Linked DNA regions of Ovis aries: region 1 is linked to region 2. Evidence: chromatin contacts called from public Hi-C data. All regions are on one chromosome and are shown on one strand. The core of a region is the stretch at or near the end of the contact, and the rest is flanking DNA. Distances in the headings are between cores, read along the strand shown.

What was found. A called contact is a pair of places that touch in the nucleus more often than the background predicts.
Region 1: a contact with region 2 is called in a Hi-C map of muscle, with 5 times the contacts expected there. The contact joins two enhancer-like sites. A contact is called at or near these places in 11 of 16 Hi-C or Micro-C datasets (blood, hypothalamus, liver and 7 more).

The regions. Positions count from the first base shown.
Region 1 is chr9:30,073,503-30,079,883 of ARS-UI_Ramb_v3.0, forward strand. No RefSeq gene overlaps it. Among named protein-coding and RNA genes, the nearest start is that of ZHX2, 93 kb to the left of the region's middle. Within about 2 kb of position 2,994, at least 1 of the 54 cell types and tissues checked has an H3K27ac peak or open chromatin away from gene starts, as enhancers often do. A contact at or near this core is called in muscle, where this site is marked.
Region 2 is chr9:29,763,960-29,770,025 of ARS-UI_Ramb_v3.0, forward strand. DERL1 (derlin 1) reads left to right here. Exons shown (of 8, transcript XM_004011662.5): 8 at 2,986-5,289. The coding sequence ends at 3,124. Among named protein-coding and RNA genes, the nearest start is that of TBC1D31, 23 kb to the left of the region's middle. Within about 2 kb of position 3,167, at least 5 of the 54 cell types and tissues checked have an H3K27ac peak or open chromatin away from gene starts, as enhancers often do. A contact at or near this core is called in muscle, where this site is marked.

The DNA of each region.
Region 1 (6,381 bases), core at 1,744-4,243, 310 kb after region 2:
AGCATGCACACCTGTCTTGCAGAGGCATCTTGGGGAGAGAAGAGGAGGGGGTCTGGCTAGAGTAATCTTCAGGGTCCTTCTAATTCAGAGATTGCATGGCAGGCTGACAGGGAACAAGAGAAAGTATCAAACAAACTCCCTGTCCTGTTGGAGGGACCAGGTTCCCACAACGCATCCCAGTCACAAACTATTGCACACGTTCTTGAGAGTGATAAATGCAGTAACAGAAAGTGTAAATAACCAAGCGTTAACGCTCAGAACAAACTTTACATTTCAGTATAGAGAAAAGTTAGTCCACTGCTGCAGAAATACTTTCTTCTCTCTTCTTGAGAAGAAGAACATATAAACTAAACGGAAAAGGAAGATACACTCCTTTTAGCCTCCACGGCCTCTCCGCCCAGGATCCCAGTTTCCTTGTTCCCCCAAATGCCAACCTGCTAGGATCCCACCCTTCCCGATTCCTGCAGCTGGAGGTGCACCTGGCCTCTCTCATCCCCACTGCCTTTGATTTACATGCTTGTTTTGCTCTCGCACACGGAGGGAGACATGAGCAAATGATCACTGTTGTGATTGTTGTTATTTGTATTTCCAAGGCTGGTGGCTCAGACGGTAAAGAATCTGCCTGCAATGCAGGAAACCCAAGTTTGATCCCTGGTTTGGGAAGATTCCCCTGGAAAAGGGAATGGCAATCCACTCCAGTTTTCTTGCCTGGAGAATTCCATGGACAGACCAGGGGGTCGCAAAGAGTCGGACACGACTGAGAGACTATCGCTTTCTGTTTACTTTCTTTCTGAGTCAGGATGAGAGCTGGGTTTCTGGGTTTTGATTTCCAGACTCTCCACACCCTTTCCTCCCTGGTCTCCCAGGGACTTTTCGGGCACCAGAAGCCCCTGAAAGCACTTTACTGGATATTCTGATCCTGCTGGAATTTGTGCTGGGTCCTTGTGCCCCAATCCATCTTGTGTGTTTCCAACTTGGAGTATCCTGGAAAGGGGTGCTCCCCAGGGATAAGAGCGGTCACTGAAAGCCGAACTCCCAGCATTGGTCCTGCTGGTTGGGGGGCGGGGGCTGGCACTCCTGTTCTCGCAGCCCTCCCTTCCATGTATCTTTAATGAGCCTTTGGCCTGAGTTTCAAGCAGACCTGGGCTTGGGTGCTGGGTACGGAAATGAAGTCCTGAGTTAGCTCTAGGAGAAAAGTCAAGGCCTGGCCTCGGGCCTGATTGGAGCCCTGCTTCTCTGCCAACGCTGTGTAGAGAAAAGAACAGTTGTACTGAATAACTACATTCTTAAGCAGAATCTGTTCAAAGCATCTTATTTTACAAGATGGAAGCCAAGCCTTGGCAAGGGGCAATGATACCCAAGTTCACACATCTGATTTGGTAGAGCCACTTCATAGGCCAGCTGGAGAGAGGCCTTAATCTCCTCCAGTTTGCCCAGAACCATCTCATCTGGGGGGAGGGGGTTCCCTGCTCCCCCTGGGGCTGAGTCAGAGGCTCCTGCATGTACCATGGTTCTTATGCTTGACTGTGGAAACCCTTCCTCCAAAGCCATGTGCCCCTAGAAGGCTAGAACCGTGCATTTATCATCCCTGGGTCTCCAGGAGAGGGTCCACTGAGGGCCTGCATGGATCCCATTGATGGCATGGGAGTCGGGGTGGGGTTGGGATGTTCCTAGCATGGGTTGGCTTTCCCTCAGGATGTCAGACCCAGTTCCACCTGGTGTTGCTCCTTCTGCCTCCTTCCAGCACTGCGGGCCTTGGAAAGCTGTGTGATTTCTTCGCAGAACACCACCCTGTTCACACCAGGTGGAATTTCTGGCCAGTTTTCAAGGCAAAGGAAAACTGGAGGGACTTCTCTGGTGGTCCAGTGGTTAAGACGCTGTGCTTCCAAAGCAGGCAGAGTGAGTTTGATCCCTGGTTGGGGAACTAAGATCCCATATGCCGCTCAGTACAGCCAACCCCTCTCTAAAACAAACAAATAAGCTGGAAGAGGGTCTAGAAAAGTGCTGTTTGCTAAAAAACACAGCTGACCCTTGAACAACAAGGGGGACTAGGGGCCTCAGTCCTTGAAGCAGTGGGAAATTTGAGTGTAATTTGTGATTGGCCCTCCAAATCCATGCTTCCTCTGTATCTGTGGTTCCACCTGTGCAGATTTTACCAGCCAAAGACTGTGTGTAACACTGCAGTATTTACTGTTTAAAAATAAGCATATAAATGACCTGTGCAATTCATCCTGTGTTGTTCAAGGGTCAACTCTTAGGTGAAAAAAGAAACAGGTAAAATTAACTTTAGTAATATAGTTTAACCCGAGATATCCTAAATAGCATTTTCACATGTGATCATATGAACCACTACAAATGTGACAGTTTTGTGTTCTTTTTGTTCTATGTGCTCAAAATCTGTTACCTACAGCGCATCTCATCTGGACTGTTAAATTTTCATTAAAAATACTTGATATGTATTTTGATTTTATAAAATTTACAGTTGAAAAAACATTCATCTGCCCACATTGTTCCAGGCATAAAGTTTTCCAATAACTGAATTGTTTTTAAATCTAGCTGAATTAAAATAAAGCATTCAACTACTCATCACACTAGTCATTTTTCAAGGGCTCTGTAGCCACACCCAGGCTTTGGAAGGCATTGAGGGAGCTTAGGGAATTGGTGACTGAGTCAGAGAAGAAAGCCCAAGGGCTCCAGGGGGTGGTGGCAGCTTCATTCATCATTTCTATGTGTCCAAATATGCATTTCATTTTTTCTCCTCAAGACATCGGGGGCTGAAGGCAGGTGGCAGTCATGATGGGAGACGTGCTTTCGGGTGCCAGCTCTCAATACAGTCTTCATTTTGCTACATTTTCAGCAGAGATGGAATTTGGACAGTGCTGCCACTGCTGTGGGACACAGAAGACTGAAACTCTGGGGAGAGTCTTTTAGCTCTATGAACCCTGGAGAATAGCCAGAGGCTGGGAAGGTCTCTGGAACTGATAGAGGGAGCAGCTGCTCCCCCTACTGGGAGTCAGAGGAACAGCAGTCCTGCCCGGGTGGAGTGAGGAGGGAGTTCCAGGGCTGAGTCAGCTGGGTTTTTTTCCAGATTCACCCTTTGTGCGCAGGAGGCAGTTCTAAGAGTCTGGTGGAGTGTGGTGGGCAGGGCCCAGGGAAAAGCTGCATCCTTTTTGGGTTTCCAAGTCTCAGAACACTGAGGCTCTTGACTTTGGAAGCATAGGAACATTATTAGTGCAGAAACAAATCTTAGAAAGGAGAGGGTAAGATTATTTAATAAAGCTCTGTAGTTTTCAAACTCAAAACAAAAATTGTTTGTTTCCCTCTAGACTTATCCACCAACTATTAATCCACAATCATGTGCAGAAAGACCTCATATGTGAAATATACTTTTTCAAAAATGATGTATCAAATCCCTTCAGTGGTCTCGTCTAAGATGTTTATAAGCTAAAGGTAGTAATGTAAGCGGGCTTCCCCAGTGGCTCAGCAATACAGAATTCACCTGCAGTACAGGAGATGCAGAAGACGCGGGTTTGATCCCTGGGTGGGGAAGATCCCCTCGAGGAGGGCATAACAACCCACTCCAGTGTTCTTGCCCGGAGAATCCCATGGACAGAGGAGCCTCATGGGCTACACCCTGTAGAATCAGATTGCAAAGAGTCAGATATGAGTGAAAAGATTTAGCATGTCTGCAATAATGTAAAAAAATAAAAATCTAATTGTACCAAAGGTTATACAATGGAAACCACAAGTCTAATCTTCTCTTGAGACTCTTTCTCAAATTCTCAAAGCACAGATTATAGTAGCTGCTCAGTGAATGTTAGTTTGCTACTGATGAATGTTGAAGATGGACCAGAAAACTAACAACGACAAAAGCAGAGCTGCTAAATCATGGACCAACTGGGCAGTGTGTGAGGGATGGGACCAGAGAGCCACAGATGGGGGTGCGGCATCCAGGTTCAGCAAGATTGGCTTTGAATTTGATAATTTAAAAAGCTTAATCCAGCCACTTCCCGAATGGCTCAGAGGTAAAGAATCTGCCTGCCAATGTGGGAGATGCAAGAGAGTCAGGTTCGATCCTTGGGTAGGGAAGATCCCCTGGAGGAGAAAATGGCAACCCACTCCGGTATTCTTGCTGGAGTATCCCAGGGACAAAGGAGTCTCGTGGGCTACAGTCCACGGGGTCACAAAGAATCGGACACGACTGAGCGACTGATCAGGCACACACAATCCAGATTCTTTACCAAACATTCAGAGAAGACATGCAGTTATTCTGGGAGGCTCTGGAAGCAGAGAGCCCAGGGGTGTGGAGCAGACAGGGACACTGATTTTCATATGAAGGGCACATGGGGTGTTATGGCTGGGGTTGGGTGTGACACACTTGACCCCAGAAGAAGAAGCTTTAGACTGGGTTCTCTCCTTTGCAGAAGGCTTAGGAGAAGGCGATGGCGCCCACTCCAGTGCTCTTGCCTGGAAAAGCCCATGGACAGAGGAGCCTGGTGCGCTGCAGTCCATGGGGTCGCTAGGAGTCGGACACGACTGAGCAACTTCACTTTCACTTTTCACTTTCATGCATTGGAGAAGGAAATGGCAACCCACTCCAGTGTTCTTGCCTGGAGAATCCCAGGGAAGGGGGAGCCTGGTGGGCTGCTGTCTATGGGGTCGCACAGAGTTGGACACGACTGAAGTGACTTAGCAGCAGCAGGAGACTTTGGGCCAATTCAGTGGATATCCATGTTAGTGGGTGAGTATTAGAAGGGACTAAAAGACAGTCTTCTAAAATTTATTATTTTTTGTTTCAGTAGCATTGGTTTATAACACAAAATAGGTTTCATATGTACAGCCTTATGTTTCTACTTCTGTGTACACTAGACTGTGCTCATTTCCCCACATTTAGCTTTCCTCTGTCATCATATAGTGGATCCTCCTTACTCATTTGGCCTTCCCCCAGCCCTTCCTATCTGGTAACTACTACTCTGTCTTTTGCATTTATATGTTTCTTTTCATTTAATTTGGTTTATTAATTTATTTTGTTATTGGTGTTAGTTTCTTATATTCTACGTATGAGTGAAATAATACACTATTTGTCTTTCTCTGTCTGACTTACTTTAATAAGCCTAATACCCTCATTCAAGCTCCTTCCATGTTGTTGCAAATGGCAAGATTTCACCTTTTTGATGACTGAGTAATATTCCATTGTATACATGTATATATCACATCTTCTTTATTCATTCATCTTTTGATGGGCGCTTAGTTGCTTCTGTATCTTGGTTATTGTAGATACTCTGATGGGCACAGGTACGAATATATCTCTTTGAATTAGTGTTTTTGAATATACTTTGGATATATACTGTCCAAATACTTTGGATATTGCATCTAGGTGAAGAAAGAAGGATAAACCCCTGGTGGATAATGTAATGTGGAGCATGATGCTAGCTGATGGCAAATTTCCTTGGGACTCAAATGCAAGGTCAGCAAAGTTCCATCGTGCCCTGAAGGCTAGCTCCAGCCCACTATCTGTTTCGGTAAATAAAACTGTGTGGGAGCAGAACATGGCTTGCTTGTTTGTTTTTGTGTTGTCCGTGGCTGATTTTGCCCCCGAATGGCGGAGTTGGGAAGTTGGTAGGCGGAGAGACCAGATGACCCTCAAAGCCTAAACTATTTACTATTCAGCATTTAAAAGGAAAAGTTTGTGAAACCCTGGGTTTAAAAGAAGGAACAGCTATTTTCAATAAAGAGATCATGTTGGAGTGGCTTCTGGGCATAAGGAGGAGAGGAAAGGGAATTCCAGGCCCAGACCACAGCCTGGGTAAAGGCGCAGTAGCCTGATACCAGAATGGAGGAGCTGGTCAGGCTGGGAGACCTGGATTCCAAGCGGAGCATCATCACCTCTGAGCTGCAAGGAACTGGGTCCATTTCCCACACCTTTTAAAGTGACAGAGAGAGACAGGGACGGAGGGAGAGAGAGAGAATGAGTGAACTGATGTCTGTACATGCTTTGAAAATATATGAGAAAAACAGCCATTAATGAAGACATTATTTCCATTGTATTGTTAAATGGGTGCTAATTTTCCCTTTCTTTCTAATTTCTTCCCAGCCCTGGCTGCCAATTTCTTCTTTCCTGTTGCTCTGCCTAGAAAAACAAAACAGAAAACAAATCCCCCCCCCGCCCCGCTCCCAGGCATACCACGACAAACCACACATGTGTTTACTTCAAGAAATGTATTTTTGTTCTTTTTCAGATAGCTTCACAAGATCCAAATAGGTCCAAATAGGTTTCACAAGGTCCAGAATTTAAAAGATTTAAAGGGTGTAATAAATGCCTCCCTTCCAGTCTGCTCAGCTCCCTGTTCACTCTGAAAGCAGCTAACAGGACCAGTTTCA
Region 2 (6,066 bases), core at 1,917-4,416:
GCATATGTGGTGATAGCTTGCACTTAAAAGCTTAAAAAAAAAAAAGCAAAAAAACCCCTTTTCACATCTTGCTCATTTTAATGTTCTGCAGTTTGCCATTCTTCCAAGGGGCCAATGAGGCCAGTAAAACTTGAGTGCCTCCCCCTGTCCTCACTTTCATAGGCTAGAGGAAGGTATTTGAAAGTCCTTCATTGTGAAATATACAGAGAAGTACACTATTGTTGTGTATGTGTGTCTTTTTCTTCGTTTTTTTTCTTCCCCCCTTCATTAAGAGCATGAAAAGAAACTTGTTTACCGTCTGAGTCTTGAGTTGCCTTCAGGCTAAAAAAAAAAACTGATGACCAATCTGTTTTCTAATTATCAAAGGACACAATTACAGCAGGCTTGGATTTTTAATCTAGGTTTATCAAGTCTGATGGCAGATGCATCATTTTAAAAAAACAAAACAAAACTTGTTGCTTTAGGGGGCAGCCAAGAGTTATTTTACTTTAAACGGCCATATTCTGATTTAATGGCTTGGAGACATTTCTCAGTTGTGGGCAACAACATGTATGAGATTCTAGTGGCAAAACCAACAGCCCACTGGAGCCTGCCTTCCTCATGAGCTTTCCCTGTTGGTGGAAGCCCTTCTGTGAAATTTTGCATAAAGATCAGATGACAAAATGTAGCTCCTTACAGAAGCAGTAACTGCTTTGAAATTATCATAAATCTTTGTTGATTATGTATAATTGGGTATCTTTTTATACTAATTACTTGCATTTAATTTCACTATCTGTTTAAGCAGTGGCGATGGCTTCCATATTGTCTCAGAGTCAGAAGCAAAGCAAGACAGCCCTGGTGTTGCCTTTTTTAAGTCTTCCAATTTATTATATACTTTGGAGGAATGTTATTTGTGCCAGAACATTATGAATGTTGGGAAACCAGTGCTTGGAAATACATGTTGATTTAATGATCAAACTGAATTTGCTGAAAAGGGAAGATGTGAATTACAGAATTCTAAGGCAGTCCATGGGGTCGCTGAGAGTTGGACACGACTCGGTGACTTCACTTTCACTTTCCATTTGCATGCATTGGAGAAGGAAATGGCAACCCACTCCAGAATTCTTGCCGGGAGAATCCCAGGGACGGTGGAGCCTGGTGGGCTGCCGTCTATGGGGTCACACAGAGTTGGACACGACTGAAGCGACTTAGCAGCAGCAGCAGCAGCAGCAGCAAGATGTGTCAGTCTTTTGCCTTCTGCTTAGAAAAGTAGACCGGGGCCTCCCTAGCAGCCCAGTGGTTAAGAAAACGCACTGGTGCTGCAGGCGGCAGAGCTTTGGTCCCTGGTTGGGGAACTAAGACCCCACATGCTGAGAGATGTGGCCAAAAAAAAAGGTAGAGCCTCTTCTGTTGTTTTTGTTTTTACAAGGGGTTTAATTGTCTTTCTGGAGAGGGAGCATGCAGCTAACAGGGTTGATGTGTAAAGATATGAGGACTTTGGTCACTAACTGCTGTCATCTGAATCAAGCACTCTGTATGCTGTGGGGTGGGGTGTGAGCTCCAGAGTCAGGCTGCCTGGGTTTGAATCCTTGCCTGTCACTTCAGAAGAGCTCGACTCAATTCTGCCTCCGTTTTCCCATCTATAAAATGGGGTAATAATAGTACCTGTTGTGGCAGTTGTGAAGATGAGATGCATTTTTAAACAAGCAGTACCCAGTGTGAGGGAAATGCCTTATGATAAAGTTGAGCTCCTCAGGCTTCCTGCTGTGGGCAAGTCACCCCTCGTGGTTTGTTTTTGGTGCCAAGTGAAAGTGAAGTCACTCAGTTGTGTCCAACTCTTTGCAACCCCATGGATTGTAGCCTACCAGTCTCCTCAGTCCATGGAATTTTCCAGGCAAGAGTACTGGAGTGGGTTGCCATTCCCTTCTCCAGGGGAGCTTCCCCACCCAGGGATTAAACCTGGGTCCCACATTGCAGGCAGACGCTTTGCCATCTGAGCCACCAGGGAAGCCCTTGGTGCCATGAGGGGTTTAAAACGGGACATCAGGTCACAGTCTCTGTGCGTCAAGGCAGAGATCAAGCCATCAGGTCTGATAAGTGGAGCAGGTGAAAATAGATGCTCAGCTGACTAATAATCAAGGAAGGGAAACAGTTGGAAAAACTACTGAGAACATAGAGTCCTGGGTTTACATTTTCTTAGCTGTTCTGTGACTCTGAATTATTAATTTGTAAGTTGGGAAATCAGCTAACCTTTTTGGGCCTCAGCTTTCCCACCATCAATGAGATGGAAAGAATGCAGTTGGAGGACACACAGTGAATGAACTTGAAAACACGCCCAAACTCCAAGACAGAAAGCCGCCTTCTCCACTGTCCCTCGATGGACGCGAAGAATCCAGTTGCATCATGGAGATGCCGTGGTTGCGGATTTGTCCTTGGAACTGAATTTACTTAGGGTCCTTTGAGCAAGCTAGCTACATGTTTATATAAACCAAAATGCTATATAGATGGTTCTGGTTGCTGGGCTTATGGGTGTTAATGTTTTTGTTTCCATACTTAACTGTTCCCACATAAATTGCTTTTGTAATCAGGAAAAAAAAATTAGAGTGTGATGTTAGTGTGAAACCTTAGTTAAAAAAATCATAAATAGCGAGTGCCTTCTGTGGTCAGGGCATGGAGTCCACCAGGACTTTGGATTGTAGCCCACCTCTGTCCATGGGATTTTCCAGGCAAGAATACTGGAGGGGGTTGCCATTTCCTCCTCCAGGGGATCTTCCCAACCCAGGGATCGAATCTGTGGCTCCTGCATTGCAGGTGAATTCCTTACCTGCTGAGCCATCAGACAGAGTTAAATGAGACATTGTCCTCAGCCTCTCCGTGGCCACAGATAAACGTAATTCGATGAGACAGATGCCACGGGAGCCCCGGGCAGGGAGATAAGGATGGACAACTCCGTGGAAATGACTTTGTGGTTTTCTCTCATTTTGTGTCTCGTCCACTGTGCTCCAGGTACCGTTGGCTACCCAGCAGAAGAGGAGGGGTGTCGGGGTTTGGTGTGCCCCCAGCTAGCATGAGGCGAGCAGCCGATCAGAACGGCGGAGGCGGTCGGCACAACTGGGGCCAGGGCTTTCGGCTCGGGGATCAGTGAAGGAGCGGCCTCTGGCCTGCCCACCAGCCTTTCCACTCAGATGACGTTTCCTCCCAGCTCGGGGTGACCTTCACCACTGAGTTCTAGCTGATGCTGTTGGATCTGACCCACACTGAATGTAGTCTTTCAGAACAAGACAACAGTTTTTTAAATCCTGGAAAAAAAAAAAGAGTGTTCCTCGAGTTTCATGATTCTCATTCAAGTCCTTACTGCTAAGAAGAACAAATTATCAACTGTGCAAATTTCAGAACTGGCCGTATTACCATTATTAGTAGTATTATTTTTTGATGTCTTTTTTTCCTTTTCCATCTGAGTGATGGGTTTTGGCAGGTCCGGCTCTGCCGGCAGCAAGCTGGGTGTCTGGCATTGGGTCACCAGACCCCGTCCACGGGGCTCTTACCTCTTCCTCGCACACATGTCTCCTTCCTCCCCCCCGTCACCCCCTATTCCCAGCTAGAGGAGTCTGCCCGGAAAATGGTTCTGCCTCTGACCAGCTCTTTATTTATTGACCTTTGCCACGGCTTGGCCACAGAGACCTGTTGACAACGTTTCACAGTGGCAGAACTGTAACCCTAGGGCAGAAGCCAGAGCAGTGGACGAAGAGCTTCCTTGGCCTTTGGAATTGCCATGACCTGCTGTCAGTTGTCACCGTTTGCCACCTCACCAGCTATTTTGGTTAAAAAAAAAAAAAGCACTGCTGAGTCAGTGAGGACTCCAGATCGGTATTAATGAGGCATGAGAGTCATTGCTTAACTTATCCTAAGTTAAGTGATCAAAACTCTAGTGGAGTTGCACCTTTCATAGAGTCTGGGTTTAACCCAGGGCAGGCAACTGTGTAGGGCGCTGTGTGTACCCAGAGTAGTGAATTTGCATTGTGCTAGAAAATTCCAGCTCATATTGGCCACAGGGAGGCCTCGTGGAAAGGCACCTGGTCATTGATCCTACTTTGTTCTCATTCTGGGTATGTGTTTATTGAGTAGAGTGGAGGGGAGAACTTTAAACTCTATTTAAGTTGTCTTTTTTTCCCGGGGGGGGTGTAAACCAGCCCCCCATCTACACCCCCATGGCCATATGCTTCAGTTAGTTGTGAGGAGGGTGCAGCTCCTTGTATGTAGATCTTATTTCAGGAGGTGTTATAAGCACATCTAAGTGAATCCCATAATTCTGGGTTGTAATGGCTTTAGACTCATCTGTATTTGAAGGGCTTTTTTATTTTGAGTCATGAAGGTACATCAGACCAACTTCAATACCCACAAGTCTTCCCTCCCGCCCCCCTGCCAAGGTGGGCTTTTTCCATCAGAGCTAGGCTTGTCACCAAATAGTTTTTTATTTTGAAGGCTATGATGTTTCCCACAGTTTTCTTGTTTTATATTTTTATTCTGAAAGTGAACTGCTAGGAGCAGTGCTGAGTGGCTGCCATACTCCCAGCCAACTAAAAAGGCTCTGAACATTGGCCCTGTGGTTCTGTACAGGAAGCACTGTGCACTAGTAGGCTGGCTTTTTGCCCCACTCTGAAGCAGTGATGTGTGTTATTCTAGGAAATGGCGATTTGAAAACAGCTCCTCGGTTTTCATGAGGTTTGTTTGCGTGTACCTCTCCATATTTAATTTATATGATAACCCAGGAGACGGGGAGAATATGAACCCCAGCTGTCACGTGTTCTGCTGTTGACCTGTGGCCACAATAAAATTTACTTGTGAAATTTTAAAAGCCCTTCTTCCTATTATGTCGCCCTAGCACCCACCAAGCAGGAGTGGAGACTCGTGTGTGTGTGTGTGTGTGTGTGTGTGTGTGTGTGTGTGTGTCTCTGTGTAAGAAGAATCTCATGGTAAGTGAGCTAGTTTCCTGCACGCCCTCTCAGCAGCTCAAATGCCCAAGAGCAAGAGTCTTTCTGAAGGTTCCAAGTATTGTTTAGAATTCTTCAAGGCCAAGTGTTCACTACATTTTTCCTTTCAAGCAAATTTAAGAAGCTGATAATCTTATGAATTTTTGTCTCAGAATAATTTTTGCTATGCAAGCTATTTGAGATTTGCTTTGGCAAGGCAAGACATGATAGTGGATTCTCTCTGTGAAAGGGAAAAGAAATCCTGATTTTGTATAGAGATTCTTTTTTTGTAACTAATCTTTTTATTGGTAAAAACTATAAATTAAAACATACAACTTGATGGTCGTGTCTTAAGTTTCTGTATCGCTGCTCTGCTGTCTCTTTAGATGGGATGTTGTTTATGTAGCCAGTCATCTCTCGGTGTCCAGTGTGTGTTGCTGTGATAGCCACACAGCAAACGTTTTGGTAGCTGTTTTCGTTCACATGCTGGAAAATACCTGTAGGATTCATTCTTGGAAGCAGGGTTTATAGGTTTTCATTATAATGAAGCAGGATGGGGCTTCCCTGGTGGCTCATGGTAAAGAGTCTGCCTGCCAGTGTAGAAGACGGGTTCCATCCCTGATCAGGGAAGATCCCACATGCCACAGAGCAGCTAAACCCATCCACCACGATTGCTGAGCCTGTGCTCTGTAGTGCTGCATAGAGCCCAGGAACCACAACTATGGAACCTACGTGCTGCAGCTACGGAAAGCTGCGTGTTCTAGAGCCTGTACTCCACAGTAAGCGCAGCCACCATGATGAGGTGCCGTGCACTGCAACAAAGAGTAGTCCCTGCTTGCCACAACTAGCAAAAAGCCTGCACAGCAACGAAGACCTGGCAGAGCCATAAATAAAACTTTACATGAAAAATAACGAAGCAGCATGCTTCAGAACATCGGATCAGGGGTTATATCTGATTGCAGTATGCTTTATGGCATTTCTGTCACCTCCACCCATGTGTCTGGGTCTTGGAACTAGACAGAATTCACTTAATTCTCTTAATGTGAAACAACCCACGGGCTGTTCTGGAACCATCCAAGTCTAGCCCAGGTCTTATGCGGGCCCTCTTCCTTTGTCA